Linked DNA regions of Macaca mulatta: region 2 is linked to region 1. Evidence: chromatin contacts called from public Hi-C data. All regions are on one chromosome and are shown on one strand. Each heading gives the region's core, a stretch centred on a gene start, on an enhancer-like site or on the middle of the called end of the contact. The rest is flanking DNA. Distances are from core to core; before and after follow the strand shown.

Region 1 (5,316 bases), core at 1,317-3,816:
CGGGTCGGGTGTGCTCGGGCACGCGTGAGCCGCTAAGATAGCCTGGCCCCAGGGACCGCGCAGGTTCTGCTGGCCGCGGCTAGTCCCCTGCGCGGTCCAGGTGGTCAGGGGAGGACCTAGATCTCTCGCTGTCAGTGGATCGTGTGGATGGCACTGTCCGCAAGACTCCTGCAGAGCAAGCAGGGGCCCCAGGTACGCTTGAGAAACCGAATGCAACAGCGGCCCCGAAACCTTGGCCTGAATGAGTAAAAGGAAAAGCCCTGTCTCGTCAGTTAAATCACCACCGCAGTTCCGCAAATCCTCCGCAACAGGCCCGCGCGCCCAAAAAAACCAAGACGCGAAACACGCTCTCACTGCGCGGCCGCTACCGTTGGGGCGCCGGAGCCGGCGGCGAGACTTTCCGGCTGGGCGCAAAGCCGGGTACTACGAGCCGGTCCTCAGCTCCCAGGCCGGTGCCGAAAAGCACGCGCTGCCTCTCCTCCTCCCCGGACGTGCGACCCTTCCCCAGGCCCGCGCGAAGCATCCCGGCCCAAGCCACTTGGCCAAGAGCCCGCAGGCTCCGCGCGAACGACCTTTCTCTAAAGAGAACCTGCCCGAGGGAACCCGACCCACATGGATCCCCACCTCCCGCCGGCGACAAGCGGGGCCGATGCTAGCGTCTCCGCTCGCACGTGCACGGGAAGCGGGCAGTAGGTGGTGGCGTTCGGGCTCCAGCGCTAGTCTTACATCGGTGCCAGGCCCGCACCGCGGGATTTGGAGGTATTTACCTTGCGTTTTTCAGTCCGAGAGTCAGAGTTAGACATTTGGGGGAACAAGGGCCAAGGGAAGGGCGCCGAGGCGGTGGCGGCGGGAACTCAGCAAACCGAATACCCCGATGATGCGATCGCAGTGTGGCAGGGTTCGCAGGGTGACTGCAAGAATCGACTGGTGGCAGTGGCGGCGGCGGCGGCGGCAGCGGGCTGGACGCAGACCTCCAACAAACTGCAGACCCGGCGGCGGCGCAGAGCGAAGTGAAACCTGCGCTGCCTTGCAGCCCAGCTCTGGCTGGCGGCCCCGCTCCTGCGCCCAATCACTGCGGACCCCGCCCCCGCTAGGTCCCGCCCCGGCGCGCGGGCTGGCAAGCTCCGCCTCCTCGGCGCCTAGGCCGCCGGCGCGTGCAGGCTCGGACAGGTAAAGGCGGGGGTGGCCCCGTTGGGTTGCCTCCCGCGCGCGCCGCCGTCCCTGGCGTGTTTACCGGAGTGACTCTGCCTGCTGGCGGCCATGTGCGCGCCCATCCCCCACCCCGAAGTGTACCCTGGCCTCCCGCTCACCTCCCCCAACCCTGTGGCGGCCGCGGCGTGCGCGGCACAGAGGGGGCGCTCCGGTCACAGCCTCCGCTGGCCGGGCCCGCTGTGGAAAGTCTCAGGAGGTGCCCTGCGCCCTCACTGTGCCCTGAGTTTCTAAGCCGCTCTGGGGCAGGCGCGGGGACTGGGTCGGTCGTCGGGAAGGCGCGGGGCGAGGTCTTTGAGCTCGCCCGCTCTGAGGGTCCCTGGCGCCGGGCGAGACGCGGATCAGCTGGCTGCGCATCTTCCTCGCCCCAGCCTCTCGCGGGACTCAGGCACGCCCCTCCTGCCACCCCGCAGGGGCTCTCCAGCTTTTCTTCCGCGCCCAGTCTCCCTAAGAGACAGAGCCCGTGGGGGCAGGACGTGCCCAGAAAATGGCCAGGCGCGGTCCCAGTGGGCGTCTTCACCGCCTCCTGGGTGAGGGCGGGAGGCATGTCAGCAGAGCAGGTAAAATAGGGAAATGAAAAAGGCACTCAGAAAAAAAAAAATCCTTTTAGGAAAAACAAACACAAAAAACCGAGGTGAGTGGCGGCCTCCAAGTGAGAGAACGTTGCGCACTACATTCGGCTAGGACCCCCAAGATTTGCTGGGCTCGCAGATTACCTCGTAGGAGCTGTCCCTGGACGGGATGAGGCCAGTGAAGGCAGAACGGCTGAGTTCGGGACGCGGTGTGGGAGCGCAAAATACCCTGTTCCTCCTCCCCGCGCGGTCCCCCCCCCACCCATTCCCTTTCCTCCTTGGAGTCGGCGGCACCACACTCTCTGCCTCCCAGGAGACCAAACTCCACGCCGCCTCTCCAGTCCTCAGAGTCTGCACCCGGCTCTGCTCTCCCAACGCGTGGCTGGTGCCCCCAACCCCGGCCCTCCTGTCTGCTCCTCGCGCGCCTCAGTTCCCCAGCCCTGGCTTCTAGATCACGGCAGCGGGGATGTGGGAGGTGGATCGGGAAATGGAGCATCCCGAAGGTGAGGTCAGGCTAGATGGATTAAGAAAACTCTGTAAAGGGACCACCCTACCCACCAGCGCAGCCAGCGGGGAGAAGGAAGGGGCCTTGTCGTAGAGCAGCAAGTGAGGAGGTGCTGTCCTGCCGTCCGGCCACTTGGATCAGTTTTTAAATTCATAAGCGCTTCTGTAACGTCAGTGGGACACAGCACAACCTCAGGCCAAAGTCTCAGCGCATTTTCGGGTGAATTCTGAGCGAGGTGCAGGAGGCCTTGCGTTCCCGGAGTCGCTGGAGGACGCGCGTCGGGCCCCGCCCAGTTATTTCGCTGCAAGAGGGAAAAGGCACGGGCGTGGACACGGCTAAGTAGACTCGGAGGCCAGAGATCTGTCCTAACGGGGCCTCGAAGTTCCTACTGCGGGCGAACTTTGCTCTTCGGCCGTCCGGCGTCGCAACTGGGGAGAAGCAACGCGACCTGCCGTTTGGGCTGAGAGCCTGAAGGTAGCCGAACGCCGCAATGCTCCGCGCTCCCCGCGGGGTCGGGCGACTCAGACAGGGACCGGAAAAGAACCACGCAGAAGAAAGCCCTATTTCTTGTCGTCTGTTCCTGTGCAGCCTTGCAGCCTTGCAGCTTCGCCGCCCCCGCGTCGCTCGCTCTCGCGACCCTGTGAACACTTTGAAAAACAAGAGAGTCGGGGGGAAGCAACGGGCTAAGTGCTCCTATTTGGGGCACTAAAAGGAAGCTGGCCAGAGGTGGCGGGTTCATATGTCCCCCGAGACCCAGGCCGCGTCAGGGGCCTCGAGCCCTTGCAGCCTTCTCCCGCGGCGTCGGGAGGTCCTCCCGGAACTGGGCCAGAGCGCAGAGAACGCAGAGACGGGCCCATGGGTTTTAGGTCACCTCCCTCGCAGTGGACGCGGGCAGAGCGGTGCCAAGAGACGTGGAGGGAGGGAGAAGGGAGGATGATTTGGACTGAAAGAAACAAGAATGAAGTCGGGCAGCTGGGATCTGAGAAATGGGAAATCCATGGCCCTTGCCCGGGACCACAGGCGGTGCCGTCGTCTCGCCTAGTTCCGAAATTGCCCAGGCCCGCCTCCCCGCCGTCTGCAAGCAGCGAGAATGACTTCCACATCGCTTAATTTCTTTATTAAACTTTTCACCTATGCTCTTCTAAAGGACAGATTACAGCGTCAGATGGTAAAAATGTTTTCCGCGCCTTGTCTTGCTGTACGGAAACCGCCGGCCTGGAAGGACATGCCGAGTTCTTGTTTTGCCGAGAGCAAAACTCTAGGCTCTCATTTCCTTCTCCCAGTCCGTGCGTTTCCTTACAGAGCCCCAGAGCGTCTGATTCACTGAAAAAGCATCACTTGCTGAACCGAACCTTTTTGCCCGCTCACGGAAAGAGTGGAGCTTTTTTCTTTTGTCTAAGAGTGTTTGCTTTTTTTTTTTTCTTTCACTCGGCACCACAGTTTTTCTAAATCACTGGGAATGTGAGTCACCGCTAACAGCAGGAGACCTTTGGCGGCACCCGGCTGTGGGGCGCGCTCGCAGCGGGGAGCCCACCCTGATTGTCTAGGGGATCGGGCACAGAAGTTGGGAGAGGTTGCAGTCAGGCCAGGCTGGATTTCAGGGAAAGGGCACAGAGATCCAGCGCACTAGGCGACCGTCTTGATCTGTTTTCTAGCAGCCAGCGGCGCGCCTCGCCAGCCTCGGCGGGACCTTCGCTTTGCCACCAAAATCCCCCCGGCCTCGGCCACAGCTCCGGGCGTCAGTGGAGCGAGCGTCGTGGCAGCTGCAGGCGGGTCACCACACTTCCCGCCACACCCGTTAGAGCTTGGCTCCCAGCTTGGGCCGCTGGGAGCGCGCCCCTTCCCGTGGCAGCGGCTGGCAGCGGTGCAGGGTAGAAAGCCCACGCGAACCGCGGGTTGGAGATTCCGGCGATTGGTGCGTGGAGGTTGGTGTGTGGAATGTTAAAGGCGGGGATCACCCTCAGGGCATCATCCTTCACCGAGTCGCACACATCCAGCAACTGCAAAACACGACACAATGGGACAGGTCAGATGTTGGCACACTTACAAGCCGTTAGTGCCAGCGGCTTTCCGCCCACCCCCAAGCACCCGCACACACAGCGGCCCCGGAAACTAGTTTCCCTTTGGATTCTCCTGTGGAAACTGTTGGCCATGAATAACCCTCGGAAGCCTTTTTTATTTTAGACATTCCCAACTCTGACACCTAGCCTAGTGGAAACCCAGGCTTTTTCTGTAAGGGGGTGGGCGTGGACGTGGGGGCGGCTTTGCCCCCAAATTAGCCGGGAACTCGAGACCAAGGTCTGAGAATTTATTAATGTTCCCTCCTTGGTCCTTCCCTCCCTAGTCCTTCCCTCCGCTCCTCTCTCTTTTCCTCCTCTGCCGTCCCCACCTCTCCACCTCTGGAGTGCCTGGGGTGCCACCCTCTGGCGCGCAGAGGCAACTGAACAGGAAGAGTCTCAGAACAGGTGAACCAGTAGAGACCTGCTCCAGTCTCCCCAGACTAGCGCCTTCGGACCTGGCTGGCAGTAGGCCATGATTCTTGAAATTCAGTACAGTGAGACGGCGGACCAATGCTAGCCATCTTCCACCTGCCTGCTGCGGAAAATCCATCTGCTGTTAACGCCAATGCCAAGGAACGCCGCGGATGCCCTTGGTGGTTCTGGCAGCCACTGGAAGGCAGGGATAAGACATTCCCAGCGGATAGGAGAGGGAGATGTAAGCCAGTGGTTTGGAAGCTGCACTGGTGTATTTTTATTTCATTTTCCATGGCTTAGGTGCCAGTGTATTTTTTTTTTTTTCAGGAAAAATAGCTACCAAAATAATAAGATTGTTTTTCTAAAACTACACAAGGGCAGACGGACAGCTTTCCTTTCTTCTAATCTACTACACATTGTACTCCATTTTTCAAGTTTTCAGCCAGTGGCAAATTTGTTTCACTCCCCATATCACAGTAAATCCCTAGGTTTTCATGGCTTATTTTTACAGGTTTAACAACATCACTTACACCAGCCCCGCCTTTGCCCTCACAGG
Region 2 (5,316 bases), core at 1,132-3,631, 330 kb before region 1:
CTCTGGCACAGGGTGATTGCATCGTAGACCTGGCCCAGCGTGACAGAGAAGCAGTTCTTAATGGCCATCCATCTTTCAGCAAGAGTGCCTTCCCATTTTCCTTGCTCTGCCCATGAGAACGTTCAGCCGAACTTAGGTGCCAGACATGTTCTACTCTCGATTGTGAAGATTATACACACTCTCACCTTCTGAGATAAATGTTATTAAATTGGATAAACAACATTGTGTCGTTTTGCTTTTCTGTTTTATCTCAAGATCCTGCTGACATGGCTAACAGGGCAACCTGTGAAAAGATTTTTATTCGTGTCTACATCAGTGTGAAAGGCTTCATCCTGGTGTGTACTAATCACTTAGACAGTGGTATGAATAAATGAAGGAATGCGTTGACAAACTGATATGCAAGGTGATTCCGGAAAGGCACACCTCCTGGGATAAATATGGTGACAGTGGTGAGTCTGCTGTAGGTCTATTAAGGTCTTGCTCTTAGCAGAGATCCAAACACCCAATGCTGAAGACAGTTCCTCTTTGCTTTAGAAAGCTTTGTGCACAGGAGATGGCAAACTGCATCTTAAAAACTGAGAGTCCCATAAACGCATGCCAAGGTCCATGGTGCTCCAGGCAGGGTGCTTGGTGCCGGAGAGACAGAGTGAACTGAGCTGGCCATGGCATCTGTCCTGGAGAAGTCACACTCCAATCAGAAAGGCAGGAATGTGGACCAGACCTACAGCCTCCGGGGAAGGGTGTCCATAAGCTGCGAGGTGGTGGACACTGACTCTAATGGCAGAGGTGTGGTAAGAAGGCAAGGACATCTGCAATCCTTCTCTAACTCTTGACTTATTGTTATCTGCTGCAGGTTAACCACCCCTCTGTTAACTTCCTTCTCTCTAAGGAGGATATTAAGAGTAGTTGCCTCAGAAGGTTGAACAAATTTGATAATTTACAGAATGTGTAGTTGTCCCTTGGTATCCATGGGGAATTGGTTCTAAGATCGCTTATGGATATCAAACTCCAAGGATGCTCAAGTTTCTGATACAAAATGGCACAATATTTGCCTGTGACCTACACAGATCCTCTCGTGTACTTTACATCATCTCTAGATTACTTATAATATCTAATACAACGTAAATACTGTGTAAACACTTGTTATGATATTTTTATTTTATTTTTATTGTTTTATTATTATTTTTAAATATTTCAATCCATAGTGGATTGAATCCAGTAATGTGGAACCCGCAGATAAAGCGGCCAAGATACCTCAAGGAGTGGCAGTTCCAGCATTGCCCATCTCCCTGCACCAATCTCTGCCAACCTCGGAACTGTGGTTCAGTGCTAAGCTAGAGAGTAGGTTCACACCATCCATCCCACCACCATGATCCCATTCGGCAGATGCTCACCCAGCATCAACTCTGAACCAAACACCGTTCTGGGCAGGGGCAAAGGTGAGAAGCACAGACCTTGGCCCTGCCCTCCCCTCCTCAGAAGCCCAGCAAAGCCATTCTCCACAGGTGGGACTCCACTGCCCAAGGGAAGCCTGAGGCATGAGGCCTGTGTGTTTCTCAGTGACCAGGTCCATCCTCCCAGTGCCAGGGAAAAGGAGGTGCCCCTCAAACCACAAAGTAATCCTTGGACTTCTCTTTTACCTGAGGTGGTGGCAGCTGGAGAGAGCCCCACTTGCTCATCTCCACCAGCTTCCCAGTCCCTGCAACCAGCAGTGGCCAGCCTCTGGCCACCCCCATGAAAGCACATAAAAGGGTTGGGGGAAGCCGCAACCCCAGAATTGAGGTGAGCTGGAGTTTGAGGACATAGGTTGCTTTTCACTTATCTCTGGCAAGAACCATATTACAGATCATTGGTACAACAACGATTTCATGCTTCTAATTGAATACTGATGAAAAATTGGCAATGGTTTCTCAGTTACTTCTTGGAAATAAATTGTGGGTAAATAACATCTGCTTAAAGCTTGGAAACCCAGTTTCCTTTGGTTTGTGTTTTTAAATCTTTGACGATGCGGTTTGCCTTTTTACTCCAAGAAAAAAAAATACAATTAAGTAGAGGCTGACAACTAGGTGAGATCCACAGCCAAGCTATTCTAAGAGCCTGAAGTCACCCTGGACACCCAGGTTGATGACAAAGGGCAGAAATTCAATATGGAAATAGGATCCACTCCAAACACACCATCTCTGACATTATGATGAAGAGAATATGTATTTCATGACAGGGCAAATGTTGCCATCCTTCTGAGGGAAAATGTAAATGAGGATGCTTTTAGGGATGATTTCTACGTTGTCACTAAACTGAGATGTTTGTGCTTGCTGGTGCCAAGTGAAGATTGCTGTTGCTGTTGTTTTCTCGCAGTGATTAGGGTTCATTCCCTAGCAACAGGCAGCAGCAGAAAGGAAGCTTCGCAGGCAGAGTCACCGAATAAACGCAGTGGGAGCAGTGTCAACAACAAACCAGTGATGAAGGGAGGGGCATGTGGGGCATACCACATCGCCTCTCTGGCTTTCGTCTGCACCTGGGACCAGAGGCAGGTGGGAAGGAGACCTTGACAATGTGGGAAGTCCCTTTGATTTGCTGCAATGGAGGAGTTCACATTTTACTGTGCAGTCTAGCATTGCCCATTCTGGATTGGCTCCATCAGACACGCTTTTGTGCTTTACTGTAATTCTTTCTTTATTTGTCCTCCTCGAAACTGATCCGTAATGCCGATTTGCTGATAACTGTCCCTGGGACTTTGGTGTGCTGGCTCAGAACCCCAGTCTAGTCTTCAAAGGAGCTGACAGAATGGGGTGTCTCAGCATGGAGGACCCAGAAGCAGAGCTCCCTGGTGCTTTGGGGGAGAGTGAAGCCCTTCATTCCATTCCTCCTTGCAGACCAGCTTTCCTGGTATTCTTGCACTGCTTTTTGTAACGTCTCAAATGAAGGCCACAGCTCAGGCAAGTAGAAGAGAGCTCCTAAGAAATGAAGTCTGGTTGCCTTTGAATTTATAAAATAATCAAAATTGCTAGTTCCTGCTAAGAAGACAGGTACAGAACAGGTGACAGGACACAGTTATTACTGTCCCCTGCTTGTTCCCTGGGCTCCTGGCCTTCCACCTTTTCTAGCTGCTGTTAGAACCCTGGTTGGGGACTTCCTCTGGCCTGACTCTCCTGGGCTTGAATGGCAACTTATTGACAGATTTCATGCCACAGGTCTTTCTCAAACAAGATGATTAACAATGGAATAATTGGGCTTGAGAAGAAGGCCTTTTTAAAGCAAACTATGGAAAATAATTGATGAGTAGTACAGTTTTATAAAACTTTTTTTTTTCTATGACCCTTTAAAAACTATGTTGCTAACTGCGCATCACACTGCATTCACATCCTAGGACTAACACCCCTTGACCTCTGCCATATGAATTAAGGTAGAAGAAGGGTCATAAGTAACAAAGTTTTGAAGTTGAGTGAATCTTTTTTTCCTGTAACTTGACTGACCATTTCCCTTTCTGTTTGAGAGATCTGCGCGGTCCTGTGCATGAGGTTCTGTGGTTCACGTGTGTTATCGGCTAGAGTGCTGATTTCACTTGGGTCTGTTCCGGTTTGTCCTAATTTCTCTTTTAGAGCTTAATTATAATTTCCAACAAATTAGGCAAGACAGAAAGTGACATTTTCATCATAGATGGAGTGAATGGATGACTAAACATTCACCAGACGTCATTCTTGTAACAGTTCAATGGTAGTGATTCATGTCTGCATCTCTTGATAAAATATAAAGCATTAAATCTTGATTGCTAAGCACACTGACAAAATGACTGAACCATGTTCCTGGTTGAAGATACCTGACGGTCGACGTTTATCTGGGATCTTTTGCTGCTGCTTTGGTATGACTTCTATCGAGATAGCTTTCAACGAGGTAGAACGTTTGCTTTCACTCTGGGTTTTCCTTGGTTTCGACAATTTTTAAGTGTTAAGTGAAGGAAATCCCGTCTTGTCAGAATGTTCTTTTCAATACAAATTGCAGTGAAGTAACGGGCTAGAAAGATGTGGATCCTTCTTGATTTCAGGAAGCACACGCCTGTCGGCAACTCTGTCTACCTGGCCTGTGTTCACTGCGGTATTTTTGCCTCTGTCACCATCCTTGGGACTAGGTGCAAAAATAGGCTTACGTTCCACGTGTCACCCACCGCTTCACTTCCTTTTCAATAGATCATGCGTAAGGAGGTGAGAGGACATGGGAAGAATTGCTATGAAGTAAATAGCAGTTAAATCTTTTCAGCCAGGGGTGGTGGCTCACGTCTGTAATCCCAGCACTTTGGGAGGCTGAGGCGGGTGGATCACCTAAGGTCAGGAGTGTGAGACCACCCTAGCCAACGTGGTGAAACTCCGTCTCTACTAAAAAATACAAAAATTAGCCAGGCGTAGTGGTGGATGCCTGTAATCCCTGCTACTCAGGAGGCTGAGACAGGAGAATTGCTTGAACCCGGGAGGCAGAGGTTGCAGTGAGCTGAGATCGTGCTATTGCACTCCAGCCTGGGTGACAGAGTGAGACTCTGTCTCAAAAAAAAAAAAAAAAAAAAAAGAGTTAAATCTTTTCAGATTTCTAGGCTGGAAATCAACAGAACAAGATCTGCTAGCAGAAGTTGTTATATCTCAACTAAGTATAGACTGGAGACGAATCTGACAACCTGTGACATCTTTAAATGTCAAACCCACCGCACATCACAGATGACATCGTACCTAATGATCAAACTCCCTTTAAAATATACTTCATGTAAATACATTTTTGCGAAACCACAAGCTGTTTCTCTCAGTTTTGTTTTCAGCTGGCTTTGATAAGGAGATTGGTTGGCAGCCTACAGCTAATTAAGCAGCTTTCAAGCCAACATCAATGAAAGGTTTTAGGTGACTATCAGAATTACACTCCACTCTTCATGGTCCACGGGTATCCACTATGCCTTTTAATTGTGCCAACAGACCCTGTCAGAAGAGAATGATCACACTAATTCGAGTTTACAACCAAAATCATCCTGTTTTCAGTGGTGTAGATCCAGTGTCTGCATCTGTCTTGTCAACTCACAATAGCATTAGAACAGGGGGCTGGATTTATGCTCTAAGAAATGCAATTTGCCTTTCTAAGCTCACTTATATATATTTGTATCTAACATATTATAAATTTCTTAAACTTGTTACACATTTAATTTTATAACTAGAAATCAATTTTATTTATTTATTTATTTAGTGGAAAACAGAAAATGAAGTGCAAGAGACCCTCATTTCTGGGACAAGAATTCTGAGTTTCTTGGCTTCTTTCATTCTTGTCTGACTTCTCCCCCACCCC

The links. A called contact is a pair of places that touch in the nucleus more often than the background predicts.
Region 2: a contact with region 1 is called in a Hi-C map of fetal cortex germinal zone, with 3 times the contacts expected there. The contact joins the enhancer-like site here to the promoter of BCL2L11 in region 1. A contact is called at or near these places in 7 of 14 Hi-C or Micro-C datasets (CD4 T cells, blood, cortical neurons and 4 more).

What each region holds. Positions count from the first base shown.
Region 1 is chr13:21,229,048-21,234,363 of T2T-MMU8v2.0, reverse strand. BCL2L11 (BCL2 like 11) reads right to left here and starts at 2,566. Exons shown (of 4, transcript XM_077958993.1): 1 at 2,340-2,566. It overlaps LOC144333642 (acyl-coenzyme A oxidase-like protein), which reads right to left. Exons shown (of 6, transcript XM_077958760.1): 5 at 4,146-4,286; 6 at 3,946-4,144. The coding sequence ends at 4,085.
Region 2 is chr13:21,562,321-21,567,636 of T2T-MMU8v2.0, reverse strand. The region is part of intron 1 of LOC106993126 (a long non-coding RNA gene); the gene reads left to right. Among named protein-coding and RNA genes, the nearest start is that of BCL2L11, 330 kb to the right of the region's middle. Within about 2 kb of position 2,381, at least 6 of the 40 cell types and tissues checked have an H3K27ac peak or open chromatin away from gene starts, as enhancers often do. A contact at or near this core is called in fetal cortex germinal zone, where this site is marked.